Linked DNA regions of Mus musculus: regions 2, 3, 4, 5 and 6 are each linked to region 1. The links are chromatin contacts, called in public promoter capture Hi-C maps. All regions are on one chromosome and are shown on one strand. Each heading gives the region's core, a stretch centred on a gene start, on an enhancer-like site or on the middle of the called end of the contact. The rest is flanking DNA. Distances are from core to core; before and after follow the strand shown.

What was found. Promoter capture Hi-C pulls out the DNA fragments that hold promoters and counts their contacts.
Region 2: a contact with region 1 is called in a promoter capture Hi-C map of pre-B cells. The contact joins the promoter of H4c14 here to the promoter of Golph3l in region 1. A contact is called at or near these places in 2 of 39 promoter capture datasets (liver and pre-B cells) and 1 of 115 datasets of contacts at active chromatin or transcription factors (thymic regulatory T cells).
Region 3: a promoter capture Hi-C map of pre-B cells shows a contact between it and region 1, with 3 times the contacts expected there. The contact joins the promoter of H3c15 here to the promoter of Golph3l in region 1. A contact is called at or near these places in 2 of 39 promoter capture datasets (neutrophils and pre-B cells).
Region 4: a contact with region 1 is called in a promoter capture Hi-C map of pre-B cells, with 4 times the contacts expected there. The contact joins the promoter of Sf3b4 here to the promoter of Golph3l in region 1. A contact is called at or near these places in 4 of 39 promoter capture datasets (cranial neural crest, liver, pre-B cells and 1 more) and 1 of 9 other capture datasets (pancreatic islet).
Region 5: a contact with region 1 is called in a promoter capture Hi-C map of pre-B cells. The contact joins the promoter of Zfp687 here to the promoter of Golph3l in region 1. A contact is called at or near these places in 3 of 39 promoter capture datasets (cranial neural crest, maxillary cranial neural crest and pre-B cells).
Region 6: a promoter capture Hi-C map of pre-B cells shows a contact between it and region 1, with 2.5 times the contacts expected there. The contact joins the promoter of Otud7b here to the promoter of Golph3l in region 1. A contact is called at or near these places in 2 of 39 promoter capture datasets (cranial neural crest and pre-B cells) and 1 of 115 datasets of contacts at active chromatin or transcription factors (pancreatic cancer cells).

The regions. Positions count from the first base shown.
Region 1 is chr3:95,587,279-95,590,449 of GRCm38.p6, forward strand. Golph3l (golgi phosphoprotein 3-like) reads left to right here and starts at 1,656. Exons shown (of 5, transcript NM_146133.3): 1 at 1,656-1,856. The coding sequence starts at 1,689. Hormad1 (HORMA domain containing 1) reads left to right here. Exons shown (of 15, transcript NM_001289532.1): 15 at 103-582. The coding sequence ends at 180. Gm40097 (a long non-coding RNA gene) reads right to left here and starts at 1,539. Exons shown (of 3, transcript XR_867468.2): 1 at 1,367-1,539; 2 at 82-138.
Region 2 is chr3:96,261,816-96,264,986 of GRCm38.p6, forward strand. H4c14 (H4 clustered histone 14) reads right to left here and starts at 1,502. Exons shown (of 1, transcript NM_033596.3): 1 at 1,119-1,502. The coding sequence starts at 1,489. The coding sequence ends at 1,178.
Region 3 is chr3:96,237,661-96,240,831 of GRCm38.p6, forward strand. H3c15 (H3 clustered histone 15) reads right to left here and starts at 1,467. Exons shown (of 1, transcript NM_054045.4): 1 at 819-1,467. The coding sequence starts at 1,281. The coding sequence ends at 871. H2ac19 (H2A clustered histone 19) reads right to left here and starts at 2,714. Exons shown (of 1, transcript NM_178212.3): 1 at 2,119-2,714. The coding sequence starts at 2,590. The coding sequence ends at 2,198.
Region 4 is chr3:96,170,906-96,174,076 of GRCm38.p6, forward strand. It overlaps Sf3b4 (splicing factor 3b, subunit 4), which reads left to right and starts at 1,601. Exons shown (of 6, transcript NM_153053.4): 1 at 1,601-1,702; 2 at 2,066-2,194; 3 at 2,636-3,171. The coding sequence starts at 1,669. Mtmr11 (myotubularin related protein 11) reads left to right here. Exons shown (of 17, transcript NM_181409.3): 17 at 181-813. The coding sequence ends at 327.
Region 5 is chr3:95,013,752-95,016,922 of GRCm38.p6, forward strand. Zfp687 (zinc finger protein 687) reads right to left here and starts at 1,706. Exons shown (of 9, transcript NM_001357863.1): 1 at 1,569-1,706. 4930481B07Rik (a long non-coding RNA gene) reads left to right here and starts at 1,778. Exons shown (of 2, transcript XR_003954670.1): 1 at 1,778-2,526; 2 at 2,890-3,171.
Region 6 is chr3:96,103,107-96,106,277 of GRCm38.p6, forward strand. It overlaps Otud7b (OTU domain containing 7B), which reads left to right and starts at 1,421. Exons shown (of 12, transcript NM_001025614.1): 1 at 1,421-1,713. It overlaps Gm30044 (a long non-coding RNA gene), which reads right to left and starts at 1,250. Exons shown (of 2, transcript XR_375856.2): 1 at 1,082-1,250.

The DNA.
Region 1 (3,171 bases), core at 406-2,905:
CAAAGTGAGTTCCAGGACAGCCAGGGCTATATAGAGAAACCCTGTCTTGAACCCCACCCCCAAAAAATTAAAGTCTCTTACGTAGTTGTTTTCTTTTAACAGGTCCTTCACGTCTTGGAATCTAGTCAAGAGTCAGTGCTGAAGAAAAGGAGAGTTAGTGAACCAAAGGAACATACCTAAAAATTATTTTTCTTATGCAAATTTGCAGTTCTCAACATTTAAACTAATATGCTGTATTATTTGAAGGTGTGCCTTCTGTACCTCTGAAAATTATTTTGTAGTTCATAGTTATTAAACTAATAAAAGTTTTAGCTATTATATTGTGTTTACCTGAGATAAATCCAAGGGAACTTTTGACTAAACAAAAATACAAATGTCATTGATTCTGCTCATATCCACTGAATACAACCTGCCTTCTATTTTAAAGAAAGCTTTTTTTTTAAATGTGTTAAGTTTTAAGGCCCTCTAAAACCATTTTTGAAGTGTTTATTCTGACTTTAAAATTCTGTAAGGATACACTTTTTACTTATGTTAAAACTGTACCATTTACTTGGTGCTATTAAAACAATGTTTGCTATTTTGATATAGTGTGTTATTAACAACTTTTTTTTTTTAATATTTATTTATTTATTATATGTAAGTACACTGTAGCTGTCTTCAGACACACCAGAAGAGGGCATCAGATTTCATTACAGATGGTTATGAGCCACCATGTGGTTGCTGGGATTTGAACTCATGACCTTTGGAAGAGCAGTCGGCACTCTTAACCGCTGAGCCATCTCACCAGCCCTATTAACAACTTTTAAATATGTATTTAGAGCAAAAATGATAAAAGCAATGGCCAATAAAAAAAAGACCGGCATCTTAATACCATGACTAAGATGCTCAGTGTGCAGGGTCTTTCAGGGCTTCTAGTTATTTAATTAACAGAAAGTGTTCAGCTATTAATTTTGAGAGAATTTAAGTAAGTATATCTTTCGCGAGGTGGACACATTTTAGAACTTTTGAGTGGTAGTGTGAACAATTGTTTTGCTGAGAGACCTGGAACCTAGCCCCACCCAAGCTATTTGCTTCCTTTGCTTCAGAAAAGGAAGACCTAAAAACTTGATCTGTTTCCGTCTTGTAATTTTAGCAGCCATATTCCAAACTGTACAGTAGCTACAGGATTATCAAAGTGGGATAACATCCCTCTAGAGCTGTTATGTGTGTAATAGTACCCATGCTGTTCAGTATAAACAGCACAAACCGAGTCAGATTACGTTTTTCTAGAGGCAAAGTTAAGCTCAGAGTTTACTCTTAGCCTTATTGCTTGGATGCCAACATTTCTTAACCAGCAGTGCCAATACAGACAGCTACAGAAAAACACCTGCTACACTGAAATTGGCCAACAGAATCCTTTCGTGATTGGCAGCACTGTGCTATCTCACAGAATACTTTGATTGGGTAATTTCATCGGGGTGGGATGCAGCCTTTTCCTCGCAGCCACCGAGGTTCCTTCATTGGACAGACCAGCTGTCAGGTTGAACCCAAACCTGCCTCCTTTTGGTGATGTTTGTCTGGATCGCAACACAATAGCCCGGAGGACCTCCCCTCGTAAGCTCCGATTGGCTAGAGTCAAACTTGGGGGTTTCTGATTGGCCCAATGAAGAAACACCAAGGTAGGTTGCCTAGTGATCCTGAGGAAGCTGATGTGTTATTCCCTCTCTGCAACGAAGGATCAGGAAGTTTGTACTCTCTGTGTGGCTGAGAAGTTTTTCACCTACTGGAACCCGCCTAGGGTACGGGAAACAGGTGCCCTCCAAAACGAGAGCGCGAACTGCAGCCTACGTCCCACTGCAGCTCAGGAGCAACGTCAGGTGAGCAAATATAACACTTCTTAACATCCAACAGAGCTGGTCAGTATTTTACTTTAGAGAGAAAGGGTGGTTTTTACTTATTTGTTGTTGCTCATCATGTTTTCAAGTAGGGTATTTTAACTAATAAGTGGCCACAGGGAAATGATGAATTCCTCAAAGAAAATTGCCCCCATTCTCCCCGGGGTGTTAAAGTTTCTTGGATTGGGTTTGGAAATAATGCCAAATGGAATTGGCACCCTAAGGCATTGTTCTGTGTTCTGTTCCTTCACTCTTCTTACTTCCCCTGAAAATTATATTTGAAATATACGCTTGTATGAAGAATTGTTTGTAAGACTCTTGGTGTGTATTTCTGGTGCTGTTTAATGAGTATATATTTATTTGAGCAGTTAAAACGTTAAAGATATTGTGCTAGTTGCTATGGAGAATATAAAAATTAAAAGATGACAATATTTCAGCCCTGGAGAAGTTTAATGTAACAGACAGCCATAACAAAAGAGGGACTATAATAAACATTTTAAAGGGCTTAAGTATAAATTTCTGTTTACATACAACTGAAGAAAAATCCATTTCTAAGTGTTTAATATATGCATAGTGGAGAGATAGAATTCACCTTAAGGCCTCACTTGTCTTTAGTAGGCCTTCAAAGACTGGACAGACAGTATTTAGGGAGGAAAGGAAAAGGAAGAAAACTCCAAGATCACAAGGATCAGAGGCAGAAAGAAAGCAAGATAAAATTGTTGAACTAGGCACAACCATAGCACATTTTAAATATTATTCTTTTGACCTCAAAGATATATAATTGCTGATAGTTTTTGACTTGCTTTTAATCATAAAAATTGACATTTATACCAGGCAGTGGTGACACACCTCTAATTCCAGCACTTGGGGAGCAGAGGCAGGTGGATCTCTAAGTTCAAGGCCAGCCTGGTCTACATAATGAATTCCAAGATAGCTAGGACATTTACACAGAGCAACCCTGTTTTGTTTCGTTCTAAACAAACGAAAAATAAAATACATTTACATTTGTATGAACTGTGCTAACTTTAAGCTTTATCACAGATGACTTAGACAAGTGTAATGCTTAGTATAAAAGGGTGTGTGCTCAGATTTTTTTTCCCCCATTTATGGGAATGGTACTTAGGACCTTATATATGCTAAATAACACTATGCTGTAACTGTAACACTGAGCCATATTCTAGCCCCTTTTTCTTTTTCTTTTTTGAATGAATTCTTTCTTTAAAAAGACTTATTTTAGTTCTTGCCCTCTTGGTCTCTTGCTCCTCCCTTGCTCTTTCCCTGCTTCCCTTCCCCTTTC
Region 2 (3,171 bases), core at 252-2,751, 670 kb after region 1:
AGCTCAGGACCTCTCAGTCCCCTCTCCAACCCTCAAGGGGTTTTTTGTTTGTTTGCTTGCTTGCTTTGTTTTGTTGTTTTGTTTGTGACAGGGTCTTGTGGTTCAGGCTTTCCCCCAAACCATGCAGAAGTGGTCCTTGAACCCCTAACCCTTGTTTCCTCCCTGACTTGCTGGGATTATAGCTGTCACCACCTGGCTTGCTTATGTTATGGGACATTAAAATGTCGTTGCAATTGTATCCCAGCAGAGCTTCGATCCCAGTCCACTATTTCCTAGATCCATGCCTAAACTGAGGAGTTTTGCGAGGACTTTTGGGGGTCCTGCTTGGTGTTTAATTGTAAAGACACCGGAGACATCTGGATACAATAAAGCTGTTGGCCTGTTTGCTGAGACAGTCCCTCAGCTAACCCATCTACCTAACCCGACCGACTTCTTGCCACTGTGTCCCACCACGTGTCTCTTTAAATCCCTGTTCCGTTCTTGTCCCTGCTTGTCTCCCGCCTGTCCGGCCCAAGCTTCTGCTGCCAGCTCTTTATTCTGCAGGAGGCCATACGCCTAACTCTTCCACTGAGCCAATCAGCAGCAGGACAACGCCCGGTCTCTCTTACGTAGCCTTTTGGCGCAGAGGGTTACGTGACCTCCATCTAGGCAGCTAGCTTTCTAACATGGCCTGAAGAAAATCTTTTGGGAAGATGAGGAAGGATAAAAGGTGGGTTGTGGGGCCATAGAAACAATACCAAATATCCGGTCAAGCACAGCCACTCATTGGAAACACAGGGACACAGCCACATAGCCATTTGATGTGTGGACATAGGTCATCCCATCCAAAGGGTCTCCTTATTGCAATTCTGCTCCAAACAGCTAAAGAAAATCTTAGCCAGTCTCTTGACCTGACAACCAGCTCACACACTAAGTAGGAATTAAAATTCCCAGTGTGAGCTATCCTGCTGGATGCTATCTATCCGCCGTGGTATAGAAACTTAAGTGGATGGCTCTAAAAGCGGAACACCTAGTAGCGTTGAGTCACAAGGAAAACTAGCGTCTTTACCTTACCGAGTCTAAACCCACGGTTATTACCTGTACAACCCAAGTCAGTGTCAGCTCTCCTGAAGAGACTGTGGTTGGCCCTAAAAAGGGCCGTTAGGGATGGGGGGGGGGGGAATTGAAGCGGCGGCGTCTAGCCTCCGAAGCCGTAGAGGGTGCGGCCCTGGCGCTTGAGAGCGTACACCACATCCATAGCGGTGACGGTCTTGCGCTTGGCGTGCTCGGTGTAGGTGACTGCGTCGCGGATGACGTTCTCCAGGAACACCTTCAGCACACCACGGGTCTCCTCGTAGATGAGGCCGGAGATGCGCTTGACCCCACCGCGCCGAGCCAGGCGGCGGATGGCGGGCTTGGTGATACCCTGGATGTTGTCACGCAAGACTTTGCGATGGCGCTTGGCGCCACCCTTGCCTAGACCCTTTCCACCCTTTCCTCTGCCAGACATGGCTAATGTAATCTGAAACACCAGCTGGTGAGGCATTGGAGGTGGAGTGCCACTAATATATGAGAGGATCGGACCAGATTGAAAACTGAAAGCGCGCGGGCGGGAACCTTTCTAAATTATCCGGGCTCTGGATGTTGCATCATCTTCCTGTTTTTCTTTTCTCTTCTCTGCCCTCTACCGGTTCCTTACAGTCTCAAGCCTTTATTTTTTTATTTTCGATTTTCTTAATTATGGTGCCGAAGTCCCTCGGAGAATTCAGATTCCTCCAAATAAAACTTAGAGATAACACAGACTTTAGAAAGCACTGACGCTAAAAAGACAAAAGACCGGAGAAAGAGAAAGTTAGAGATGAGGGGGGAGTGCGCTGCACTGAAGGGCCCGGAGCTCCTGTTAGGTAAAAACCGCAGCAAAAGTTCCAGTAACCAGCGTGACAATCGAAAGCAGAGGACCCAGGAATGTGTGTGGAAGGGAAAGGTCGCGGGCGTTTCTGCGTACAGTCGCCTGTTTCGTTGATAGAGACACATTATTCAGATCAAGCAGAAACTAGATCATAGGAAAACTGAGGATGCCGCCGATCCTTTTCACCGAGGTCAGTGGGTTTCCACGCTCTTCTACCCAAAGGCCCGCTGACTAGCCGAGCAGCCCGGGAATGCTGCTACGCTCGTTTCCACAAGTCCTTTGAGGCCCGCCCTTTGTTTTCAGTTATTCCAAACTGTCTCTACTATGCAGTAGACTAAAATTCACTTTTTCAAGTGTGTGTCTGCTTTATACAGTGACGCCCTGGGAAATGAACTGGAGTCTGTACTTCTAGTATGTCCGTCGTTCCCAGGGCCACCCATAGAAGAATCTTGAGAAAGCATTCTGCATCAGAAAGAACGGTAGTGGGTTGGTTGGGACTTGTTTTTAAAGTGATCTGATAGGCCTTGTTCTGACTGTTCCTTTATTCTAACATCTATATGTGCTCATGAATCCCCACCACCACCACCACCACCTTTTTTCTATCCAGATTTTCTGGCTCCAGACATGTAGATAGATGTAGGTTTTGAGTCACCTTAGGCTGGGGGCTCAGACTCCCCTCTCAACTCAAATGTTTTAAACCTAAGACCTGTGAATTGTAGATCTTAGAGGGAAGAGAGCTCCCTCCTACCCCAGTAACCCTGGGCAGTCATACACGTCTCTTGATGGATAGATCCTGTTTGTAGACATGCCTCCATGCCCAAACTAGCACCCTAGAATTCAGAGCCTCTCCATCCCGCAGCCGCTGTTTTCTCATTCCCATGGCGACCCCTGGAAGCTGTGTTGCTTCATATCTCTGTATTGTGCGGACTTCTCCACATCCTTGACTATGTCCCTAATGGGATGTGATTTCTGTGTCTTCTTTCTTTTTAAGGTGAAGTGCAGTAGAGGCTCAATAGTTGTTTATGGGTGGACAGCTCCTGCCTTTGCCTCTTTCCTTGTAAAATAAAACAACCACGTGCCAGGCTGACAGGGCTTTGGTACCAGGGCCTGAGGCAGACTCAGAGTCTACCATCTTTTCAGGTGAAGGGAATCAAGAATATTCTCCTACTTCGGACATGAGAATCATTTTGAGCAGAAGGGTTGAGATTTGTTTAAGAGTGGAACCTGCAAAAGATATCAATATTTTATCCTGTTTGCAGAAAATCCTGAGTGGGAAAGGGGGT
Region 3 (3,171 bases), core at 217-2,716, 650 kb after region 1:
TTTAACTATTGCTAGTTTGCTCTCTGGAAGTTTCCGGCAGAAACCGAAAGGAAGGTCCATGACAGTGATCTCCATAAGGTATTTACTGTGCTCTTGAGTCTCAGGTCCGACACCCACCCCTGCAAAGACTGTCCTCACGCTAAGGAATTGTAAAGGGATTCCCCTTTGATATCCAGTGTATTTCGGTCCAGAAAGGTGCCTGCCAAAGTGGGAAGGGGGGAATGGAGTTGTCATTTTGAAGTAAATTAATAGGAGTAAGAGGAAAAACTACCCAATTGCCATTGAACCATATCATAGCAATAAATGCTGAATCCCAAGTAGCTAGCAGGTCTTCTAATCAAGTGTTAGAGAACAAAGCTTTATCACTGGATATTACTCATAGTCCACTTACCACCGACGTTGAGCCCCGTAAGCCTCAGACATTGCATTAAATGAGCAACAATAATCTTCAGTCGTCCAGAAGTCTGGTGATGTAATTATGAGCTGTAAGCTAGATCTCAGCCTTCAGCTACTTACAAAGCCTTCTCTGCTCCAGCTGGGTAGGAACATTACATAGTATCCACCAAGCCCCAACCCTCCGTAAGATTATCCCCTCCCCTTAGACTGAGGTGGTGAACCTACTTCGGGTTAACAAGCTAGGAGTCTGAATAAGACCGCAATTAACGTTAAACAACTTACACTAAGGGCATTCAAACCTTCCTTGAAAGCAACCATTATGTAGACATAACAGGTATAAGTCAGATACCAACCTAGAGCTATGGAGCGGGATAATGTGCGGACAAAGCTCTAAGCGAAGTAAACAGCTCTTTCCGGGAAGCTGTGGTGGCTCTGAAAAGAGCCTTTGTGGGGAATGGATGGGAGACAGGGCGCTTAAGCGCGCTCCCCACGGATGCGGCGGGCCAACTGGATGTCCTTGGGCATGATGGTGACGCGTTTGGCGTGGATGGCGCACAGGTTGGTGTCCTCGAACAGCCCCACCAGGTAGGCCTCGCTCGCCTCCTGCAGCGCCATGACGGCCGAGCTCTGGAAGCGCAGGTCCGTCTTGAAGTCCTGCGCGATCTCGCGCACCAGGCGCTGGAACGGCAGCTTGCGGATCAGCAGCTCGGTCGACTTCTGGTAGCGCCGGATCTCCCGCAGCGCCACGGTGCCGGGCCGGTAGCGGTGCGGCTTCTTCACGCCGCCCGTGGCCGGGGCGCTCTTGCGGGCGGCCTTGGTGGCCAGCTGCTTGCGCGGGGCCTTGCCGCCGGTGGACTTGCGGGCAGTCTGCTTCGTACGGGCCATGGCGAAGACGGAAGACACCCAAACGAGGAGCACTCGGGGACCTGATACCGGCCCGAGCCGGCCGCCTTTATAGGCGCAGTCTTCCCCGCGGCGGGGCGGAGACAGCGACTTGAAACTCCCGCGCTGCCGCGCCATTGGCCGTGGCGTCACCGGCCCCGACCTCGCCCATTGGCTCGGGCCCGCCACGCCACCTGACCCGCCCCCACCCGCCCCCCACGTCCAGCCCCGCGCCCGGTCCACTTGCCAACGTTCTGCGAGGGTGGAGCCACGTCTGGCAGCTGCCCGTAGAGGGCGGGTCCCGGCTCTGCCCAAGAGGAGCTCGCGCGCCCCCGCCCGCCGCCCAAAGTCCCAGGGCAGAACTAATCTAGTGTTTGTGCAGCACCGCCCAGCCACAGCCACAGTCCCAGCCCCAGTCCCCCATGATCCCTAGAGCCGGCCGCGTCCAGTCCTCGCGGGACACCTCCTCCTCCTAGACATTCCCCAAGGACCGGACGAGAGCGCGGCTGACTGCGACTTATGTCTAGATTGGCCTAGACGTCCTAGTTGAGTCTTAGTCCTGGGAAGGGTCAGGCGGGTGGACGCTGAGTGAGGGACAGTGTTGTGTAGGACAAGGGTGTGGGCAGATAGGGGCTAAATGCTTGGGACGGTCAGCGAGAACCGCGTATCCGCTCCGCCGAGGCAGGGCATGAACCAAAGAGCGACAACAGACTAACTACCAGGGGGAACCACGGGCAGGATGGGCAAGGAAGCAGAGGACACGACACTCTTACTTTTGGGGCAGGGCCAGGAAAGGCCACCAAGACCGGCTACCGTGACACAACTCTTTATCTGATTCAGTGGGTGGCTCTGAAAAGAGCCTTTTTAGGAGCTCGCGGGGGTTATATCACAGAGACGCGGGCCGACGCGAGCAGTGGCCTCACTTGCCCTTCGCCTTATGGTGGCTCTCCGTCTTCTTGGGCAGCAGCACGGCCTGGATGTTGGGCAGGACGCCGCCCTGCGCGATCGTCACTTTGCCCAGCAGCTTGTTGAGCTCCTCGTCGTTGCGGATGGCCAGCTGCAGGTGGCGCGGGATGATGCGCGTCTTCTTGTTGTCGCGGGCCGCGTTGCCCGCCAGCTCCAGGATCTCGGCCGTTAGGTACTCCAGCACCGCCGCCATGTATACCGGCGCGCCGGCACCCACACGCTCCGCGTAGTTGCCCTTGCGCAGCAGCCGGTGCACACGCCCCACCGGGAACTGTAGCCCGGCCCGGGAAGACCGCGACTTGGCCTTGGCGCGGGCCTTGCCTCCTTGCTTGCCACGACCGGACATCACGAAAGCGCAAACAGACGAACGGCCACAACCAGGAAACGGTACTCCGGCGCCGACGCCTCACCCTTTTATAGACGCAGACCCGATTGTCCGCCCGACGCTCTCATTGGCTCACACGCGTCCTGACGCCGTGGCCAATAGGAGCGCGCGGACAGAAGCCTCTCATTTACATAAGACCGGCTCCCTCGCCCCGGCGCCGCCCTGGAACGCGCGAATCACGACGCGCGTGCTCGGTGGCTTCATTTGCGTGCGGCCGTCGTTGCGACACTCCGCGGGTCGCCGGGCGGCTGGGCTTGCTCGCTGTTTCTCCTGCTCTGGAAGCTGGCAAAGTGTGCCCTGCATCCAAGAGGGCCTGAGTTAATCACTTACTTAAGTGTAGGTTTTCCTTCGAGGAATACTGGAAATTTAGTTTTTTATACCTAAGGAGTAGCGGATAATTCTCATAGCCTCTTTATTTTTCTACTTGAAACAGTGTAAAACCTACTTGTTTCATTTTAAGCGTTTATCGCTGGGAGCCTTACTTTAAAATCGTTAAATTTAAAGGTTATTTTCTTAATCCATACACATCTGAGAGTGCTTGA
Region 4 (3,171 bases), core at 351-2,850, 580 kb after region 1:
AGGAGGCAGAGGCAAGTGGATCTCTGAGTTTGAGCTAGTTCCAGAACAGACAGGGCTACACAGAGAAACCCAACTGGAAAAACAAAACAAACAAAACAAAAAACAGAAAAGGGGGAAAAAAAAGGAACCAGGAAGCAAGCCCTGTAACAGTCTTCCTCTGTGCGCTTTGCCCCTCCCCAGATGGGCTCCTCAGCTCTCACAGTCTCTGCCCTTCAGGATGAGCTTTCTCACCTTCAGGAACTGTTAAGACAATGGACACCAAGAATATCTCCCGAGGACCAGAGCAAGAAAAGAGATCCGAATACCATCCTCTCTCAGATCTGCTGAAACTGTTTGTTAGCGTCGTTCTCAGAGGCAGGGCAGGGGTCTCTGCTCATCTTCCTGTCTGACCTTGACGCCTCAGCTTTGGCATTCCAGTCTGCAGAGTTCACTTAGAAGGCCCGTTTCTGTAGCAGATGGTGGCGCTACCAACCTAAAGGTCTCCCGATTTGTTTGATTTCTGGGGCTATTTTCATTTCTTGTGATTTGAAAACTAAGAAACAAGACCAGTTCAGAATGTGATTGCCCCTTTTCCCAGGCAATTCTGTACCTTTTGGATGGCCGTCAAAACTGTGACATGAGAGACCCTTTTCATCAGTCCCAACAATGATGTCCTAGAGACCTCATTCGCAACCTCTCTACACTACTTTGAAATCTTTTCTTAGTCTTCTGTGGGAACGAGGTGAATAAGGGAGAAACCGTCTCCTCCCACTGTATATTTTCATAGCAGCGTTTCTATTTAAGGAGTTCATTAAAGCACAGTATTTCTACACATTGCTGGTATTTTCTTGTGTTGAATGAAGATCTCAGCAAAGCCGTGGGGGTGGAGGGGAGGGTGTGAACTGAGAAAAACACCCAAATTATTGTAAGGAAATAAAGGATCCAAGTCAGGCGTGGCCTGGAAGAAATACACATAAAATATGGGGGAAGGGGTCCGCACACCTTTTTTGAGACATGGTCTCTATGTGTCTATTAGGCCAGCTGGAACTCTGTTTTTTGAGACAGGTTTTCTGTGTGGCCATGGCTGTCCTGGAACTCGTTCTGTAGACCTGGCTGGCCTTTAACTCAAGAGATCCATGTCTGCTCCTTAAAGCTTCGATACCAGCCCGCAACCCAACCCGGTTTCGTGTCCCAGATTTCCCAAGATAAGCGGAGATTTGACACTTAGGGGAAAACAAAATACCTCAGGCTCAAGTCTAGGCCGAGGGCGAGTCTGCACGAGCGTCGTGGACCTCACTAAATAATAGGTCGCTCCAGAAGGCAGTCCTGGCCCTGCACTTAGGACACAACTCTGCGTCACAGAACGTACAAAGCCTGGTTTTGCACTTGAATGTGCGTTTGGGGAGCCGTGTGAGCCTCTAACAGTCTGGAAGCATCCGGGGCTTTAGTTAACTGTGTCGAGACGGGCTGAGCACATCCGTTCCGCCCCGACTACAGCAGCAGCCCTAGAGCGCCTTTCCCTTCCGAAAGACAAGACTCCGACCCCTAAGATGGCCGCGATCGCTTCCGGCTCCTCCCCCCCCCCCCGGCGCCGGCCCCGCCCAACGTGAGCCTTGGCCCGGAAGTGGAAGTTGTAACTGAGGTCAGGGGGCGGTGCTGCTGCTTAGAGACGGCGGGAGCCCCTTCGCCATGGCTGCCGGACCGATCTCCGAACGGAATCAGGGTAATTGGGAGAGAAGAGCCCAAGATAGGAGCAGGGAAGTGGAGGGAAGATTAGTGCCGGAAGCGTTCCCCCTGGGGTGGTAGACGAGATCCCCCCCGGTGGGACACCGACCTCTGGGCACCTGGCTGGCCGCGAGGCCGGGTGCAGGCCGAGGCCTGTGAGAAGCGATGCTTCTAGATCAGCTCCCTCCACCAAGAAGACAAAAGCCTCCCGGGAGTACCGGACCAGCAAGAATGCCAAATTAGACGTAGCAGATTTTCTAGATGATGGTGGCAGAGGGAATTTCAGGGCTTTAGGCGACGGTTTTTGGTTTTTGTCTTCTTTTTCACTGCCGACTCCTCATCGCCTGCTTCTTCCCTTTAGATGCCACGGTGTACGTGGGCGGTCTGGACGAGAAAGTGAGTGAGCCGCTGCTGTGGGAGCTCTTTCTCCAGGCAGGGCCAGTGGTCAACACCCACATGCCCAAGGACAGAGTCACTGGCCAGCACCAGGGTGAGTAGGGTACGGGGCAGGAATCAGCCCTGGAGAGGGTTAACCGGCCCCGAAGAGGCTCAGCCGCTAGGCACAGCGCCTTTGGAATGAGCAACCTAAAGATTGCTTTCTCCTTCAGCTTCAATTCCCAGTTTCTGGAATATTTTCTCTTAGCTCTAGTTTCTGGAACCATTCTCAACCATTCTCTGTGTAGTCCTGGCTGTCCTAGATCTTGCTCTGTAGACCAGGCTGGTCACGATCTTTGAGCTCCACCTGCCTCTGCTACGAAGTGGTGGCATTAAAAGCACGTGCACGTGCAGTCGCCCAGCTATTATCTATTATGTTCTTTGTGTTTGAAGGCTGGGGAGTTAATGTTTCATTTTGAGTCTCTTCCCCTGAATGATGGGTTTTTTTTGTTTGTTTGTTTTTTGTTTTGTTTTGTTTTTTTCATTGATTCCCCAGGCTATGGCTTTGTTGAATTCCTGAGCGAGGAAGATGCCGACTATGCCATTAAGATTATGAACATGATCAAACTCTATGGAAAGCCAATACGGGTGAACAAGGCCTCAGCTCACAACAAAAACCTGGATGTGGGAGCCAACATTTTCATTGGAAATCTGGACCCAGAAATTGATGAAAAGCTGCTTTACGATACTTTCAGCGCCTTTGGAGTCATCCTACAGACCCCCAAGATCATGCGGGACCCTGACACAGGCAACTCCAAGGGTTACGCCTTCATTAATTTTGCCTCCTTCGATGCTTCGGATGCAGCAATTGAGGCCATGAACGGGCAGTACCTGTGTAACCGTCCTATCACTGTGTCTTATGCCTTCAAGAAGGACTCTAAGGGTGAACGCCATGGCTCAGCAGCTGAAAGACTCCTGGCAGCCCAGAACCCGCTGTCCCAGGCTGACCGCCCTCACCAGCTGTTTGCCGATGCACCCCCTCCGCCCTCTGCCCCCAATCCCGTGGTTTCATCCCTGGGTTCTGGGCTTCCT
Region 5 (3,171 bases), core at 456-2,955, 570 kb before region 1:
CTCAACATAGGGACAAATTCGCTCCCCTTTATACATTCCCTGCCCAGGATGCAAGCCATTTCCCAGGGCCAATTCTCTCACCTCTTTCCAGCCTTCAGACTGTAACTGGAGATAGTCCCAGCAGGTGGCGGCTGGCATTGCCCGGACCAAGGTGGGGGTGGGGGACAAGGGTACCAACTAGAGGAAGAAAGGGTAGTCCTCCTTGTACATTACCCCTCTATTTAATTCTGCACATTCTGGGTTTGAACAAAGCCCTTAGTTTTAACCCAGATGAATCGCTAGGTCCCTCTTCAATTCAGCTCTCCCGGGTCGGGAAGCCTGGGCTACCTTCCCACTCAAGCTCCCAGCAGGGTGGGTCGGTGGAGTACAAACCAATGGGGACTAAGAAAACACCTGCGAACCTACCTCTCCCAACCACCTCCCTCTGGCGTGCAAGTGACTTGGAGGTCATCCGATAGCCACCTGGAGCAGACAGTGGGCCAAACACAGAGGCTTAAGGCCAATGAAGATCCTCCACTCAGCCGCCAGGCCTGTGGAGCTGCCATCTCCCTACCTACTTTCCCCCTCTGTTCTTCAAAAGCAAAGGGGGCTTAACAAGAAAAGGGTGAACAGACACCGGTAGGGTGGGGGCTCCATTGCCCTTTGCCCAAGGCCTACAGCGCAGAGCAAAAGGAAGGGGCCAGAGCACGGCCAGGGGCGATTAGGTTGCGGCCAAGCTGGGCAGCGGGCGGCATTTAAGTCCCTGCCATCTGCCAGGGACTGGCGCGGAAAGTAAGTCCGGGGTTTCGGGTAGGGGACAAGAAGTACATTTAAAAACTAAAGGGTAAACTGAGGCGAGTGGTGCTTCTTTCACTTTCACCGGCTAAGAACTCAAGGGAGGGCCTCGGTGAGGCCAGGCCCTTAGGATCTGCGGCGCTGCACATTGGGGGCCAGGACTCCCCGGCAGTGGGGAGTGGCGCGAGGGGAGTGGAGACACAAGAGGGGGCGGTCCCTGCGTGATTCTAAGCTCTGCAGCCAGGTCAGTCCAGACTCGAACCTGGTCCCCTTCATCTCTGCGCGCCGGGCAGCTTGCCCTGTCTCTGACCCCCAGAGGCTCTCCCCAGACCCGAGTGACTGCAAGGAGCTCGCCAGGATCGAGGCGCTAGCCTGAGTCCTGCCTGGGTCCGGACGCTGACCAGCACCCGGTCGGGATGCAGGCTCCTCTCCTGCTGGGCCCAATTCCCCCGCCCCCACCGCCCGGCACGGACACCATTTTAGGTCGCGACATCCCGCAGCCTCGAGTCCCCCGGCCGCACTCTGACTGCCTCTCAGTCTAAGAGCGCCAGGACTTAGGGGTCCAGGAACCCCCTCCCACGTTACCAGGCTAGGGGGCCGTGCTTCCAGCAAACTGGAGTTCCCACCGGTGGTCCTCGAAGAAGAAGGCGGCGACCCGGCCAGGCCAGCAGCCGCCCCAGGGGGCGGCGGCACGGAGAAGGGGGTAGTTGACCAAGTGGGGGAGGGGCAGGGGTATTTACCCGCCCCCCCGGGGGGCGGAGCCAGGGGCGGGTATTTGCCGCGAGCGTGCTTACTTGTTCCGATCCTGGTGCGGGCTGAGACCCTACGGCCTCCTCCCGGTTCCAGCCGCCACCGCCGCTACCGCCGCCGCCGCCCTCCCCGCGGCCGCCGCTACTTCCTGCTTCTCTCCGCTTCGGCCTCCCCTCTCCCTCAGCTCCCTCCGTGCTCCTAGTCCGGGCTGCCCGCTTTCATACTCGCCATTGGCTAATGGACCTGTCATTCAACTGTGAGCCCCACCCAGTCCCGTATGGGATTGGCCCTCCATACCCCGCTCGGAACTGGCCCCTCATAGTCTTCTCATCACTATTGGACAAAGGGCCTGGGCCCTGTGGAGAAGGTTCTCCCCATTGGCTGCTCCGGAGTCCACCTGCCCTGTCTGAGCAGCCCGAAAGCCATTGGCCGCCGCCGCTGTCGCTTAGCAAGAAGCCAGCCTTAGTCTTCGCTTTGGGTTGCGAGGGGTGACTAGCTAGCTCAGAAGCGTAGCCATCCTCTCTCCATTGGTCGCTCGAAGCTGGACACTGTGCCTCACATCTACAAACTTAGGAACTCTAGCTGTATGGCGGCGCGTCTAGGGGAACCTCGTCGGCTCCGTGTGGAACCTGGGTGTTTTAAGTGTTCGTGCCGTTTCCTCAGGCTAAGCCGCGCTCGAACGGATGCGGTGCTGGGGGTCACAAAATGAGGTGCCACCCCCAAACATTACGTCATCGGGGTGACCATTGCCTGGGGTTCCTCGCAGTCTAAACTGCTTTATAATCCGGATGGATGCGGTTCTGGCGTCCGCCTGCCTCTGGGCGTACGCACCACGCACGGCCCCTCCCTCTGCGGGAGAGCTGGACAGACTTTGGGATTCCGAGTGTAAAAGAAACCGGAACCACCGAGACCTGAGACCTGGGACACGCTGCGACCGGAAGTGGGGGAGGTGACGTTGGGAAGTGCTGGCGTGGCCTGGGCCACAACCAAGGAGAGCTTAAGGTAGTATGCTGATAGGCTTCTTACGCGAGAGAAGGAGGGAGCCCAGATCTATTTCCCATTTAAGAGAGCTCCCTTTTCTCCGCCCCTGACGGGAGCTGGCATTACTGTTCCCGTTGAGCTTTCCCGCGCTTTGCTGCCCCGCCCCTTGGAGGTGGGAAAAGGGGCGGAGTCGCCAGGGAGACGAATTGCCTTGACACTCACCCACCTGCGCTGGCTCAGGTTTTTGCTGGATCCATCTGCAGGCCCAGTGTGCCACCTGGCGCGCTCTCTACCCTGGCCCCGCGCCGCCGCCGCCCACCGCGACCGCAGCCGTTTCAAATGACAAGGGTTTTTAAATTTCTGTTTTATTTTCACTTTTTGCAGTGTTCGGAGTGGAACCTAGTGCTTCACCCAGTCCAAGCAAGCAGCCCACCGACATAGCAGCTTGGCGAGTGTTTTTGTTTTGTTTTGGCGATACTGATTATTGGACGTTGGGAGTCGCACACGCTTGGCAGGTGCACTCGTAACACTGAAGCTACTCTATACCCTATCACTTTTTGGGACAGGGTTTCCACTAAGTTGTCCTGCCTGCCTAGTAACTAGGGCTACACTGTTGCGCCATCAGGCCCAGGTTTGGGTAAAGCTTTTAAAAGAAGGCTCTGTTAC
Region 6 (3,171 bases), core at 171-2,670, 520 kb after region 1:
TCAGTTTTGCAGAGTTCTGCCTTCCCACATCAGACTTAGCCAGCAGGGGCTAGTATGATCTACGGAATTCAGTGAGACCAAATCCTACCCTCTTCTCAAATTTGTCACAAAATAGTAGTTGCAATCGGTACTCCCTGGATCTTCTAAGCTCTGGCTTGCTAAGTTGCATTGTAAGTTGTGGTATCTTCCAAAGGCACCAGCTACTTTGCTTGGCTGAGACATGTATACGTGGCCTTAGGTTCAGCCCTAAACTTTCAACTCTAAACTTAAGGGTATTTTTCCAGTGGGTTTCCTGTTTCAGGTGTCAGTTCCTAGTCTGGATAATTCTGTGCTCTATCCTTCCCCATTAGAAACCAAAATTCTCAGCGAATACTGAGGAAAATGAAGAGCCAACTGCATTATGCTTTTACATAAACCCAGTGAACATAATTTTGATAATAAACACTGCCTTGAATGTGTGGATTCTAGAGATCTGAGTTAAATTTTAGGATTCATTTGGTTAGAGTATAGCATAAGCTGGGCCCATTTTTGTGTTTTCAATAAAGTAGTTCTTCTGGAAGCAGTCCATATTCCTTTACAAACATGAAAGGCTGAGATGGCTTGTTTGTGTGCTCCTAGGCACAGCTCATTGTAACCTCCGTGACATATATGTTTGTTTTGCTTTATATAAAATATTTCAGTGAATTCTATTAATACTAAATTGTTAGATTGCTGATGCTTGGGATTTATGTCTTGTTGCGTTTTCTATTTCCAGTCTTCCAGAATACAGTGCTTTTACAACAGTAGGGCTTCAATAAGTAAAGGCATTGAGTTATGCTGTAATGTTGTAAAAACACATTGACAATGTGTTTTTACAACATTAACTAAAAAACTGACTGTGGCAGGGATGTTACTAAGGGAGTATTGTTATGCAAGTGAATATAGCAAAGGGTACGTTCACGTCAAGAGTGAAGGAACAAGGGGAATGCATAGCTGGGTGGGGCTGGTTTGTAAGAAGCGATGTTCAATTCAGTCTGGTTGGTCCAGGATTGCGTGGAGTAACTAGAATTTCAACCTTCTCAAGTATTTTTATCCTTCTCACCTTTCGAAAGCTACTCCGCCAGTCTCCATTTCTTCCCTTAGGGCTGGCGCCAACTGATGCGACCCCAAAGTCTTAACAGTCCATGCCGAGCTCCCAGCTCCCGCTCAAAAGTGCCTCCGCCCGGGGGCTCGGGGACGCGAGCCAAAAACGCGCGGGGTCACGCGCCGGGCAAGCGCCAAACCGGCCACAGCCCCAAAGCGGTCCCGAGGGCGGGGCTGCTGCGGGGAGGGGCGGGGCGGGACGGGGCGGGGCCGGCCGCGCCGGGCGGGAGGAGGCCCGGGGGCGGCTAGGGTGTCACCGCCAACCCGCTCCGGCCGGAAACGGGCGCTTGTTTCCGGCCGGACGGCCGAAAGCCACCGATCCTGAACCAGCCGCTGGAGTCGGAGTGGCGACCCGGTGTGGAGGAGCCGGCGGAAAGCCATTGGGAAGAGGCCAGCTCCGGTCAGTCCCGGCTTGGCTCCAGCTCTATCTCCTGTGGAGAGCAACAGCCGCGGTCGCAGTGTCCGCCTCCGCCTCCATCGTCGTCGGGGGAGGGGCCGCTTGGACCCCGGGGTCACTGCCGAGGAATGAGGCGAGGCGGCCGGGCCCCGCGCTCCGCCCCGGCCTAGAGCCTTGCCCCGAGAGTCGCGAGGGTAACGGAGACCCCAGCCCTGACACCCTCCCCATCTCCTCCCCGCTCCTCCCGCCTCTCCAGCGCCCCAACTCTGCGTCGTCGAGCTCCACTGCTCACTCTCTCTGACGAGACTTCACCTGAAGCCATCTCCCCCTGAGCACCCGCTCTCTGCTTGGTCCCCACCTTCCTCCTTCACGCCAATCTTTCACCTGCGTCCTGCGCTCTCAGCCCTGGCCGGCGGTTCCTGTCCCTTCCCCAGCTGTGCTGGGCAGTTTGGATAGTCCCCTCTTGTCAGCTAGACTTTGGGAGACGGATGGCGGAGTTTTAGGGTGGTCTAGATGCAGCCCCCCCCCCCCAAGTAGGATAAAGTTCTTTTAAAGTCACTATAAAAGTAAAAAAGAAAAGCCAAGTTTGTTCTTAACGATAGCCAAACTGAGGTGCGTCCAGTAATGGAGGAAGGGGGGTAGGGAGGGAGGAGAGAGAGAGGGAGAGGGGAGAGAGGAGAGAGGAGAGAGAGACTGTGGTGAGTGTAGGTGTAGAAATTCTAGGGCAGGCTTATGGACTTCAGAAAAAAAAAGTTTCTGTGCGCTGATGGAAACTTTAGAAGCTGATGATGAGTAAGCTGGGGGCTGTGTGATCGCACTCTTCTCATAATTACTAGGTTAACGGTGTGGCTCCTGTTGAGATGGAATGGGATTTGTTTACTGGGCCGGCGTATTTTTAGCCTGTCGGCTCACAAGGACCAGCCCTCAGAGTCTGTCTCTCTTCTCTGGTGATAGAGTGTCAGTCTAACATAGGTGTCTTTTCTGGGCACAAGACACATGTAAAAATGGGGAAGTTGAGAGAAGCGAACTGGTGAGATTTGATCTAAGAGGTTATTCCCCCTCCCCCAAATTTTTTTTTCCCCTTAGGGAATTTTCATGACTGCAAAGCCAATCGCTAACCCGCTTTGACTTTGGCTTTCTTTATCTTTTTGTGAATACTACATAGGGTGTTTTATTTAGAAGCTGGTAATTTGTGGGTCTTTGGCTTTTCCTACAATATACTTAGGTCTTTTAGGATGCTGGATCCCTTTGTGTCTCAAAACCTGTCAGGTGGATAAGAAAAATAAGGAGAAGTGGTGGTAAGAAGACTCCAAAGGAGTAGCTAATTTCTATTTTTTATTTTTTTCTATGTTGCATATCTAAAAAGACATTTAGGAAATGTGTTTCTTAGTCAATGAGATTCTGTTCCTGAGGGATGGAGAAGTCTGCCAGGGAGAATCAGACTTGTAGTTAAATGTTGGCAGTATATAACTTACATAGGAACACATTCTAGGTAAACAATGAGGAATTAATTATGTTCTTTACCCTCATTGTTTTTCAAGCAGGTCTTTTAAGTTTACTAACCTGCTGTGCTAGTCTATTGATATTTTGAAGGTTAAAGAGAATGTAAAATAAAAGAAATTGCTGTTCCTCCTGTACAGCACTGAATGCAG